Linked DNA regions of Oryza sativa: region 2 is linked to region 1. The links are chromatin contacts, called in public HiCAR-type maps. All regions are on one chromosome and are shown on one strand. Each heading gives the region's core, a stretch centred on a gene start, on an enhancer-like site or on the middle of the called end of the contact. The rest is flanking DNA. Distances are from core to core; before and after follow the strand shown. Region 1 holds the start of CPK19 (calcium-dependent protein kinase 19-like). Region 2 holds the start of LOC4343386 (18.8 kDa class V heat shock protein-like).

Region 1 (5,675 bases), core at 2,372-4,871:
CGATGTCTTGCTGGATCAATTTGATGGTTAGGGTGGTGGTAAGATCTGCAAAAACAACTACTCTCCAACATCATCTTTTGTTCTGGTTTTTGTAACGTTGATGCCAGCGAAATTCGATCGGTACAATGATCGGTTGTTATTTCCGAAGATACTATTTCCTGATTCGAGGAAAACAAGACTACATGTAACTTGCAAGTTATTGGGATAAACAATGGTTATTCATATTTTTGCCATCTTTATCTTTAGGCACGTAGTATAGGTAGTTTTCTTGTTTTTAATCAAGTTGTGATTTTATAATTCGTAGTTATTCGATACGTACTCTATGTAATAATTAGCTGTAGCTGCGTAAAAAGGAAGTCTGTAACTTTTTCGAAGCAAAGTCGGAAATGAATTCCATTATCTAAATAAATCAAACATGAATAAAAATATGTTTTTCATGGCAAAACCTATATAGGAGTATATCATTGGATTGCTTCATTTATATACATGTGTTCCACATTTGTTTAACGGCATAGATCGAGGCTAGTTGATGTAGATTGATGGAAATGATTGCGCGTAATCATCTGTAGTGGCACATGCATGCGTATTAAAAAAAGGGTCAGCGTCCAGCATTTTCCTTCAACGTTGTGGACAAAAGTAATTGATGTTGTTGTATATCCTGTCTGGGTACAACTGTAGTTCGTTTTGGATATTTATTTATCCCGTCAATTTTTTTAAAACTTTAAGTATTGATATTTTAAAATTCTTAGGATGCGTACAGGATACTCGTGTGGATTGTCTTGAAAATAATTTTCATAATGGTATATATAATTTATTACACTAGTAATAGTCACCACATTAGCCTTTATTTGAAGATCTTGTCAATGTCCAGCTAGGAGTAAATATTTATAGCAAATTTGTGTAGAAAAACCAATAAAGATGATATCACATTATGAAAATTATAATGTCTATTTATTCCGGTTGGATTTTTATTAGAGTAAAGCTAGACTCACATATACACTCACGCGCATATATGATACATCAAACTTATACCCACGCATAACTACCTTGATGCGTCCTTAGCACACGTTTAAAAGAAAAAAAAGAGCCAAATCTTCTCCTACAAGTACCTTTCAACACAAGGAAAAAGAGAGGAAAATTCCTTAGATATTTTTTTGACGTCTACTTCATCTAACCAAAACATTCCCATATCTTTCAAGTCAGCTAGAATATTAAGTGAAAAACAGTTAAACCTTCAACTAAACCACCAGATCCTCACTAGACGCCTAGTCAACTACTAACGTGGTGCTAGTAGTTAATTAAGTGCAGTAGCAGACAGTGCCATCAAAGATGCCACTTGCCACGAAGCAAATTAACTATTTTCTGGCTTAAACCGCTGATTGTTGGGAAATTAATTAATCTAGCTAGGGCTCTGTGAACTGCAAACTCCAAAAGCGCGTGGAATTGAGGGAAAAAAAAGGATAACGTAAAAATGAAGGGCTTGCTTCAATTGAATCTAATTTTTGCATTACCCAAATGTTTACAACTTTAATAGTATTAGAGTAAATATTCACTTTGGTCCACCTAAAATGATCAAAGTGGCACATTGGACTATGGTAACCCTATATTTTCACTTTGGACGACCTATGTTTACCACCCATTGCAAGTTGGACTGAGTTTATAGTTTGAGTCACCTATTTAGCTTTGGCCCAATCGACGTGAGCAGCTTGTCCAGTATGTTCCGATGTCAAGGAAACTCTCTATCTTCGTCTTCACATCAGTGTGTAGTTGCCGCCATTAAACTCACAGCGAGTACAAGCACACCATTTGCCTTCCTCTCTTATTCTTCTTCTTGCTGAAGCACAAAGCCATGGATAGAGCTATGGAGGTGCGGCTATTTGGGGATGGCATAGGCTTTGCTGGTATAGGACACCGAGGCGGTGCTTCCCATGCGCTGACGCACGCCGCCACTGATGCGCTGCACCCTGCACGTGCTTGGTATCGCCCCATCACGAGCAGATACGCTGAGCTGCTCGCGTGGATCAGGCCGAGTGACTCAAAACTGCAAGCCCAATCCAACGAGCATATACATTTGCAATTTGTATTCTCTTCATCGACATACGTGATGTTGAGTTCCCCTCCCTGTAGAAAAGAACAATATATATACACACACACACAACAAATATGACAATGTATAGTACTCCATATTTAATGTAGTATGTGTCGGATACATCAATGTATTATTTATTGTAGTTGGGCTGCATTTCTTTCTTTTTCATTATACTTCATTGTCGGATACAACAATATATATTTATTGTAGTTTGGCCACATTTGTTTCTTTTATATTATTATTATTATTATTCAAGCAATTTCGAATTTTAAAGATTGATATTTACAAATTATTTATATGAACTTTTTACTTGTCTCGTAAGCAATAATAAAACAAAGACAGACTTGTCATCATAGTTTATTTTTTTATATTAGCTTTTAAATCACTAACAACATCTAGAAAATTTTTATTCATATTTTTGTAATTCTTCGTTTATTTTCTCCAGAGCTTTACCGTCGAGCAAATGACGAGGGACTATCTCTCGTCTTAAATTATATAAGGCACTGTAGTTATATAATATAGAAAAGGAAAAAGAAAAATCTAAATACTCCTCTAAACTTTGGATGAAAGTTCATCTAGCACCTTCTTGAACTTTAAACTAGACATCCAACCCCCTAAAATTTGCAATACCGTTCATATTACCGTCTAAACTTTAGATGAAAGTCCATCTAGTACCTTGAACTTTAAACTGGACATCCAACCCCCTAAAATTTACAATACCATTCATATTACCGTCTAAGGTGGTTTTGCATATATTGAAATCTTAATCGAACAACTTTGAATATCTAATATAACATTTTGCATATTATCAGTTACAAGTTGTATAATTTAGACTTATACAATGATATCAATATTATTATTATGTTCGTATTTGTGAGAGCTAACAAGGGATAAAAAGAAAGATCTAAGTGTAGATTTTAATATACATGTTTAATGTGTATGTCATGTAATTGAACATAAACACTACTGTGCAAAAACATCTTATGGAGTTATATAAATGGTGTCGTAAAGTTTACTGAGTTGAATGTTCGATTTCAAAGTTCAGTTTGCGTGGGCTTCTACAGTTCCACCCAAAATTTTTTAGGGGATATTTGGACTTTTCCCCGTAGAAAATGATGATATCTAGAAGTTAGGTATTTTCTATCTGGTGCTTCTCAAAATCTGCTCAACCACAGTCCTAATTTCTATAGAACTAATCTACTCGTCCGTCCCATAAAAAACCAACATAATACTTGATGATGTAATACATTCTAATACAGTAAATCTGGACATACTCCCTCCGTCCCAAAAAAACCAACCTAGGAGGGGATATGATTTCTCCTAGTACAACGAATCTACACATCTCTTTGTCTAGATTCGTTGTTTGTCTAGATTCGTTGTTGTGACATCTCTTAGATTGGCTTTTTTTTTTTTGGGACGGAAGGAGTATATATGTCTAGATTTATTGTATTAGAATAGATCACATCTAATCCTAATTTGTTTTTTTTGGCGGAGGGAGTAGTAATTAGAGGGACTCTTATGGAAAACTACCACTCCTTTCCTTTGATCCTTTTCCATCTCCAAGAGGACCAAAACTGCAAAAAAAAACACACGAGCAGAGCAGGAAGCAACTTGAAACTGCAAGCTTTCCTCTTCTTTCTTCTTTCTCAACAAACCCAAACCCAGTTGCAGCTGGCAGGCAGCTGCGCTCTTCTTTTTCTCCTCATTGTTTTCCTCGCGTGGTCTCCCGATTCGTGCGCCGTGTGCATCGCCATTAGTAGTCGCTGTCACGATCGAGGATCACCACCTCTCTCCAGCTCCAAATCCACCTCCCCCCCCCCCCCCACCACCACCACCACCACCACGCGGTCGCCGCGCCGAGCTGTCCTCCCCCACGCCGAGATTTGATTCTTCCTTCTTCTTGTTCTTGCGCCACCGCGGATTCTTGTACCAGCTGACACTACCGGGGCGGTGGCTGTGCTCCTTGGATTGTTGGATTGGTTGGTTTGGGAAAGGTTAGGCGCCCTCCTTTCGCTTGGGTACGCGTCTCTCTGTTTTTCGGTTCTTGGTTTGTTTGGTTCGAGAGGCTTGTAGTCTCGCGGATTTGTTTTTCGTTGCAGAGATTATTAGGAGTTAATCTGTTCTTCTTGGAAGGAGGTTCAGTGATTGAGGATTTGATCCAACTGTGAGAAAAATCTTGGCCCTTTTGGATCTGGGAGCGGTGCAAAGCTACTGGAGCGCCTCACATGTCCACAAGTGCTCGATTTTAGCAGTTTCATGGGTTATGTTCTTGGATTCAGTAGATTTCTGATGCAGACAGTAATTTTTTACCGAACAAGTAATCGGTGAATTTACAGTTTTTTCTTTCTTTCTTTATTACGAGAGGACGAAGCTCTAGTTCACTGTACCTTGTTTATTATCGCTTCCTCCTCGTGTAAAGGATCAATTTTTACGATAGCGATCGTGAGTGGTTTAGCTCCCCCTCTCTCTCTCTTGCCGCTGGGTGCCTTGCTGGTCCCGTTGCTTTCAGATGCTGCTTTATTTGTCTCCTTTTGCCCAATTTGCGTGTACCCTTGTGCCCTTATCTCCTATGGTTGCTTCCACTGTCACCAAAGGGGGACTCGCCATCTACCTTGTTCCTCAGTTCATGCGAATTTCATGCGGTCCTGGGCTGTGACTGGGAGTAGATTGAGGTCAATATGCTGTCAAAGGCATTTCTTTTCTTTTCCTTTTCGTTGCTTGTTTTCCCCTTCTGATGTTGTGTGTTGAGTTTATTGTTTGGTTTGCTGGTAGATCCAGTATTTGGATCATTTTTCCTTTTTTTTTTCTTTCATTGCTTCTGCGGAGGGATGAGTTTGTGCATGAATCTTTTGTTGGTTGGATTCGCTTAGTTTTCACACTAGTCCTTTGATTCAGCGCAAATCTTTGTTAATTGGCTCGCTTAATTCTGACATAAAGTGTTCCTTCTTGGGTTCTGCTTGCAGGGTTGATCTCGTTTGCGGAGTAACAAATTTGCAAGCCTACAACTGCTAGGGAGAATTTGACTAAAAATGGGGTCGTGTTGCAGCAGAGCTACGTCTCCAGATTCTGGTCGAGGAGGAGCAAACGGTTATGGCTATTCTCACCAGACAAAACCTGCTCAGACAACTCCTAGCTATAACCATCCTCAGCCGCCGCCGCCAGCTGAGGTGAGGTACACACCATCAGCAATGAACCCTCCGGTAGTCCCACCTGTGGTTGCCCCACCGAAGCCCACCCCAGACACAATTCTTGGAAAGCCGTATGACGATGTGCGCTCGGTTTACTCCCTTGGAAAGGAACTCGGAAGGGGACAGTTTGGGGTGACATACCTGTGCACGGAGATCGCTAGTGGTAAGCAGTATGCTTGCAAATCCATCTCTAAGCGCAAGCTTGTGAGCAAGGCCGACAAGGAGGACATTCGCCGGGAGATTCAGATCATGCAGCACCTATCTGGACAACAAAACATTGTCGAGTTCCGGGGAGCATATGAGGACAAGAGCAATGTCCATGTTGTCATGGAGCTCTGCGCTGGTGGGGAGCTGTTTGATCGGATCATTGCCAAGGGGCACTACTCAGAGCGTGCGGC
Region 2 (5,675 bases), core at 1,008-3,507, 160 kb before region 1:
CTCCTCCACCACCCTCTTCCTCGGTGCCCCCGCCCCCTCCTCTCCCGTCAATCTTGAGGAGGAACGCGTGGCGACGGGCCTGGGACTTCTCCGCGTTCGTCCGCACCTACACCGCCTACCTTGACGACTGGCTCCTCACACCTCCACGCTCGCCGCTGTCGTGCTCGTAGTTCTCACGCTGATTGCATCCTCTGCGCCAGCCACCACGACTTCGTTCGTCCGCGGCGGCGGCGGCGGTGCCAACAACCATACTATCCTGCAGTGCAAGATCCTGCTCGGCCCAGACATCATTCCGCGCCTCTCGCGCCAGAGCGTGCTCTTCCTCTCCCGCCCCGCAATGCCGATCGCTTCCCCCGCCTCCCCGACGGCCACCTCAAGATCATCCTCTATATCCACAACCACCCCTAATACTTCCGCCTCATCATCGACAGCCCCTCCCACATCTACAACATCAAGGAGGCGCTGCTCACCGTCAGCCACGATGGCTACTTCCCAGAGATGGACGAGTTCGTCCGGGACAGGCGCGCCGCAACGGCGTCGGGGTAGACGAGTATATAGCTGTCCCAATGCTCCCCCTTCGCCTCCCCCATGCTCCCGCCGCCGCCGCCGCCCTTCCCTTATCCCGCATTGTTGCCGCCGCCGTCGCGTCGTCCGGTGCCGGTCGCCGCATCTCGCTCCGGCCCACCAGCCTCCTCCTCACGTGCCGAGCGGCCCACCCAGACGAGAAGAGTGAAAGAGAGAGGAGGAAGTGAGAGAAGAGGGGAAAGAGAAAGGTGATGACGTGGACACCCTGACACGTGGGTCCCACGCTGACTCGGCTGCTACGTCGGATAAAATCAGGGTCAAAACTGCCTAAGGATCCAGAGTGATCCCGTGTTGTAAGTTGAGAGATGATATATATCTGGTTTTGCAGTTGGGGACGATTTTATAATCCAATAACAATACGAGGGACCTCATATGTACTTTTTCCATGTGATTATGGCCGAACGTGCTGGCCAGGCCATACTAGTTGGGCCGAAACGATTAGGCCCATTGTAGTTGGCCCGGAATCGGATCACCACAACCCTGTGGCCCATTAACGCTAGGCCGCAATGGCGACGCGCCGCCGACAAGGCCACCGCTGGGCCAATCCCGGTATCCAGTATGCGGCGGCGCCGTATATCACGTCGTCGGAGGAGGAAAGGTGCGCGTCACCTTCCATAAGCGTCGCCGTCATCGCCCATCAGCTTTCTCACACCAACAGTAACCAAAATAAGAAGATTTGGCAATATCCACACCCAACCATCTCCAATTCTCAACCACAAAAGGCACAAATCATCTCCTTGACAACAGCACAGTCAAAACTAAATCCTTCACGTTTTACTGCGACAGAACAGAAATAGAGTACTATAGCACAAAAAACAACTGATACTACAAGATAACGAACAGGCACTGCCAATTTGGCAATTTTCTGAAATTCTGAAATGCCTGAGAATTGTACAGTTCACTATACTGCTATTACTTCCCCAATCCTAAGCTCACAGTGCAACTTAAATAAGTAATTAAGTAATTTTCTTGATTGATATCGAATCACTAATCAGGCTGCTCGGGCGACGGGGTCGCAGGCCGGGCCACCGCCACCGCCGCCGCCGCCGGCGAGGTTGACGACGGGGCGAGCCCGCGTATGCAGCCTCGGGACGGTTACCCTGAGCACGCCGTGGGTGTACTCCGCCGAGATGCCGTCGGCGTCCACCATCGCCGGCAGCCGGAACTTCCTCGCGAAGCTCCTCCGGCCACCGCCGCCTCCGCCGTCGCCATCGCCACCGTCATCAAGCTCGGTGCGGATGACGAGGTACATCGCGTCCTCCACCTCCACCCTGATCTCCTCCTTCCTCACACCTAACCCCACCATTCCTCTCTTCGTATCAATCAAGGAAATCAAAGCACCAAAAGATTCGATGAGATGATGTTTTTGATTGATTACCGGGGAGGCTGGCGGAGTAGAGGTGCGCGGCGGCGGTCTCCTCCCAGCTGACATGGCTGCACCTCTGCGCCGCCGCCGCCGTCGCCGGAGACGGAGACGACGACGAGAGGAGGCCGAGGAGATTCTGCCAATGGTGCCACTGCCACGGGTGGACCGGGCGCCGGAATCTTGGGCGCTCGTGCACCTCCTCCTCCTCCTCCATGGGGTAGTAATAATCCATGGCAGGCGGATTCTCCGGCCGGCGTCCGCATCCCGGTCACTCTCCGGCTGCATAAATAGCCGGAGAAAGGGTGCAAGATTGCAACTTGTTGCAGCAACCAACAAGTTGTGGTTAGCTCGGCTCGATTTCCTCCTCCCAACTTGCATGTGAGGTCCCCATGTGCGGAAAGGGACGGCGTACTGCAGACTCATCTTTTCGCTATACTTATCAGCTAAAATTTAAAATTTTTTATTTTATACTTAAAATTGATTTTAAGACTTTTTTCATCGAAATTTATTTTTAATCTTTGTTTTTATCGCTAAGAACACGTATAGAAAAGTTTTATTTATATATTATTTTCGCTTACAAATATGTTGTTTGGTTTATTTCACGAATAAATCTAAAGATAGAGCTGTTGAATAAAAAAGACGGCTTTGTCTGCAAATATCTTGGTTTCACCTCTGTCCATGGCTCCAGCCAGTAAAAATTCTATTACTACTACGTATCTTTTTTAAAAAGGAGGGTAATTTTTTTAGGGCTAACAATATACTGTTAATCTAAGCTTACCACGGTGAACGGCTCAAACTGAGTGTGAGTGTGAGTGTGGGCAGAGTACCTGAATTTATATCTTCTGAAAAATGAGTGTACTGGAATTTTACCTAAGAATTAAATTGTGAAGTCATTTTTTGTTGGAAAAAAGTTTTTTTTCTTTTTGTAGATTCATGGGTCATTGTCGGCCGTACATTATGATCCAACTTGAACCGATTGAATAAACAGGAGACCTAGAGCTAGAAGTTGGTAAGATGTCCATATATATTAATGGTTATAATATAATGTAGCAGAAACAGAAAAATCACATAAACTTTTTAGGTCAAGCATCCAACGCTAACGGAGGCATCGGACGCCCTCCTTCCCTGTCTTCTTCTCTCCCTCTTCTCCCTTCCCCACCTCTATCATATTCCAACAAATAGCAATCTAGAAAAGTGAGCCAAGCCCTCGGAGCAGAGGAAGACGATGTCGCTGAAGAAGGCCCTGAGCACATAAGTACCCTAACTCACCAGTGGTGGCGGTGGCGGCACTGAGAGGAGGAGGTGCACTGAGCAGAGCAGAAGGTGTTATTCTCAGAGATGATCTCAAGCTCACCAGACGCGGCGCCACAAGGAGGAGGTACAACAGTCATCGGAGAGTACCCTGAGCTTGCCGATGCGGCAACAGTGTCATGAGGAGCTGCAACCATCGCTGGTTGTGGACCCGAGCTCAGTGGTGGCGGCACAAGAAGGCGGTGCACGGGGTGGAACTTGAGGCACCATCGTCAGTGAAGGTGAGGCTGGTGGGAATGTCAAGCTAGCGAGGATTGTTGTAGATTATTTTTATGTTGCACACAATGTTTGTTGACGTTTCAAATCCGTCTTTTTGGTACTTGCTTACACTGGTAATTGATGTTGCAGATGGTATCTTTGAATGTTGCACATATCGGTTTTTGGGTGTTGTAGTCAATGTTCTTGAGTGTTGCATCTTATTGCAACATCTTCGATAAAAGCGATGAAACATTTTTCAACGGATGATGAAATATTAGGAAACAATTCATTTTGAAACATTTTTTTTGGTGATGATACATTGCAACATTTCTTTAGCACAAGGTGAAACACTATTCAAAGATTTGCAAACCTCCGAACACATCCAATTCCTAATCGTCTCCAAAAAAATCACATTAACTCCTTTGTGAAAGCTTGGTCAACTAATTTTTCTCCAATTTGGCAAAAATTTCTACAAGACACTAAATAACTTGATCTTTGCTAGAGGACATCGCAAGAATGTGGCTTTGCCCATGAACGCCCTAAAATTTTAGTTTTTTATTGAAGGATACCACATGCAATATTTTATGATTTTTGTTTGTTCTAGAGAGAGGATTTTTACGAAATGACCATTTTCACCCCTAGATATGTTGCACATTGCACACTTTCTTGAACCCAAGAGGCAAGTGGCAAGACTCTGCCTGATGTGGCCGCCGGGTTATAGTTGGTCACATCTCTTCAGAGGGAGTAAGCACATCTAGTGGCAAAGAAGTTTGATTCTATGGGCAAAACAGTCATTTTGTGAAATTTCTCTCTCTAAAAGTGAATATTTTTAGGGTGTCCACGGGCAAAGCCATGTTATTGCAATGTCCTCATGACTCCTACAAAGACCATGTATTTTGGGTATCCCATAGCAATTTTTGCCTTTGTTGATACAATAACGAGTGAGTTCATGTGTTAAATATATGTATTCACAAGGTAATTGACATGCACTCCTAAAAATTTGCAATAGTGCTTCTTTTCATGCCTCCTACACAATCTACCCGATCATATGTTCGTAGAGTATGTTATAAAAGTTAGTTAAAATATGAAATACTGACAACTATCCGACCCAAATTTACCATTGATCAACTTAGAAAAGCTAGATAACAATATATAAGCACATGATAGTTGTTAAAGGCGTTGAGCCAAAATTTTGGACACTTCACCCAACCCATGGTTAAATTGTGGTGTTCCTCTATAGATGGAGCAAGGGATATATCACATCCAGGTTATTTATATCTTTAAAAAAATTTCATGCTTTTTTTTATGAAATCTTGAAGGGCTAAGCCTAGGTTACCAGCCCTAATTCTCTACATCCTCCCTTCACTCATGTCTTCTCTACAAAAGGTTAAAGGGTTTGAACTAACTCAACCCTCCATCACTAATCCAACTTTAAGTCCAATTATTACATATTCAATGCCTAATCTAACCTAGCACAAGGTCTAAATTATGACATGTTAAGTTCTATTGAACGATGATTATCCAGTTGTAGACTTTTTTTCATCACTTGTATTTTAATGTTTCACTTTGCTTGTTTAGATATTGCATCAAATATTTTTTGATGTTTCACTAATTTTATGGATCATGCACAACTTTTCTTTTTACAAATGCTCCTTTTGTGTGATGTTTCGCACCTTACTAGTTAGAACATTTAATGAAACAAAAGCAACCTCATACTATTTTAGTTAATGTTTTACCTGTATGCTATAGCATGTTTTCTGATCGTTGCAATAACTGTAGTAAATTGTTGCACTAAATATGCAGTTATTTTCAAAATTCGTAGTTTTTTCTTTAAATATTATTATTGCTATAATTTTCTGAATAATTGGATTAACTTGAAAATTATAAATTTTAAAGTGGTTGGACCGACTTTATAGCTTGAAAATTATAACAAAATATAACTCGAAGTTGTAATATAAAATAGCTCAAAAGTTGTATTTGTTGTATCAGATTGAAAATATTATCGGAGCCTACAAATTTCCATCTTCCATGCTTCGTTTCTTGTGCACATCCCTCTTGAACTGTTAAACGGTATATTTTAGCTAATATTTTTTTATAAGAAAGTTGTTTTTAAAAAATTATATTGATCTATTTTCAAGTTTTTTAATATAATACTCAATTAATTATGGTTGATGAGCTACCTAGTTTTGATGTTTTGCATTTTTTCTATACTTCA

What was found. HiCAR-type assays count read pairs that join an accessible place to other places.
Region 2: a HiCAR-type map of leaf shows a contact between it and region 1, with 2.0 times the contacts expected there. The contact joins the promoter of LOC4343386 here to the promoter of CPK19 in region 1. A contact is called at or near these places in 1 of 15 Hi-C or Micro-C datasets (seedling) and 1 of 4 datasets of contacts at active chromatin or transcription factors (leaf).

What each region holds. Positions count from the first base shown.
Region 1 is chr7:19,999,602-20,005,276 of ASM3414082v1, reverse strand. CPK19 (calcium-dependent protein kinase 19-like) reads left to right here and starts at 3,621. Exons shown (of 9, transcript NM_001403101.1): 1 at 3,621-4,083; 2 at 5,053-5,675. The coding sequence starts at 5,119.
Region 2 is chr7:20,159,235-20,164,909 of ASM3414082v1, reverse strand. It overlaps LOC4343386 (18.8 kDa class V heat shock protein-like), which reads right to left and starts at 2,257. Exons shown (of 2, transcript NM_001403103.1): 1 at 1,964-2,257; 2 at 1,338-1,878. The coding sequence starts at 2,183. The coding sequence ends at 1,577.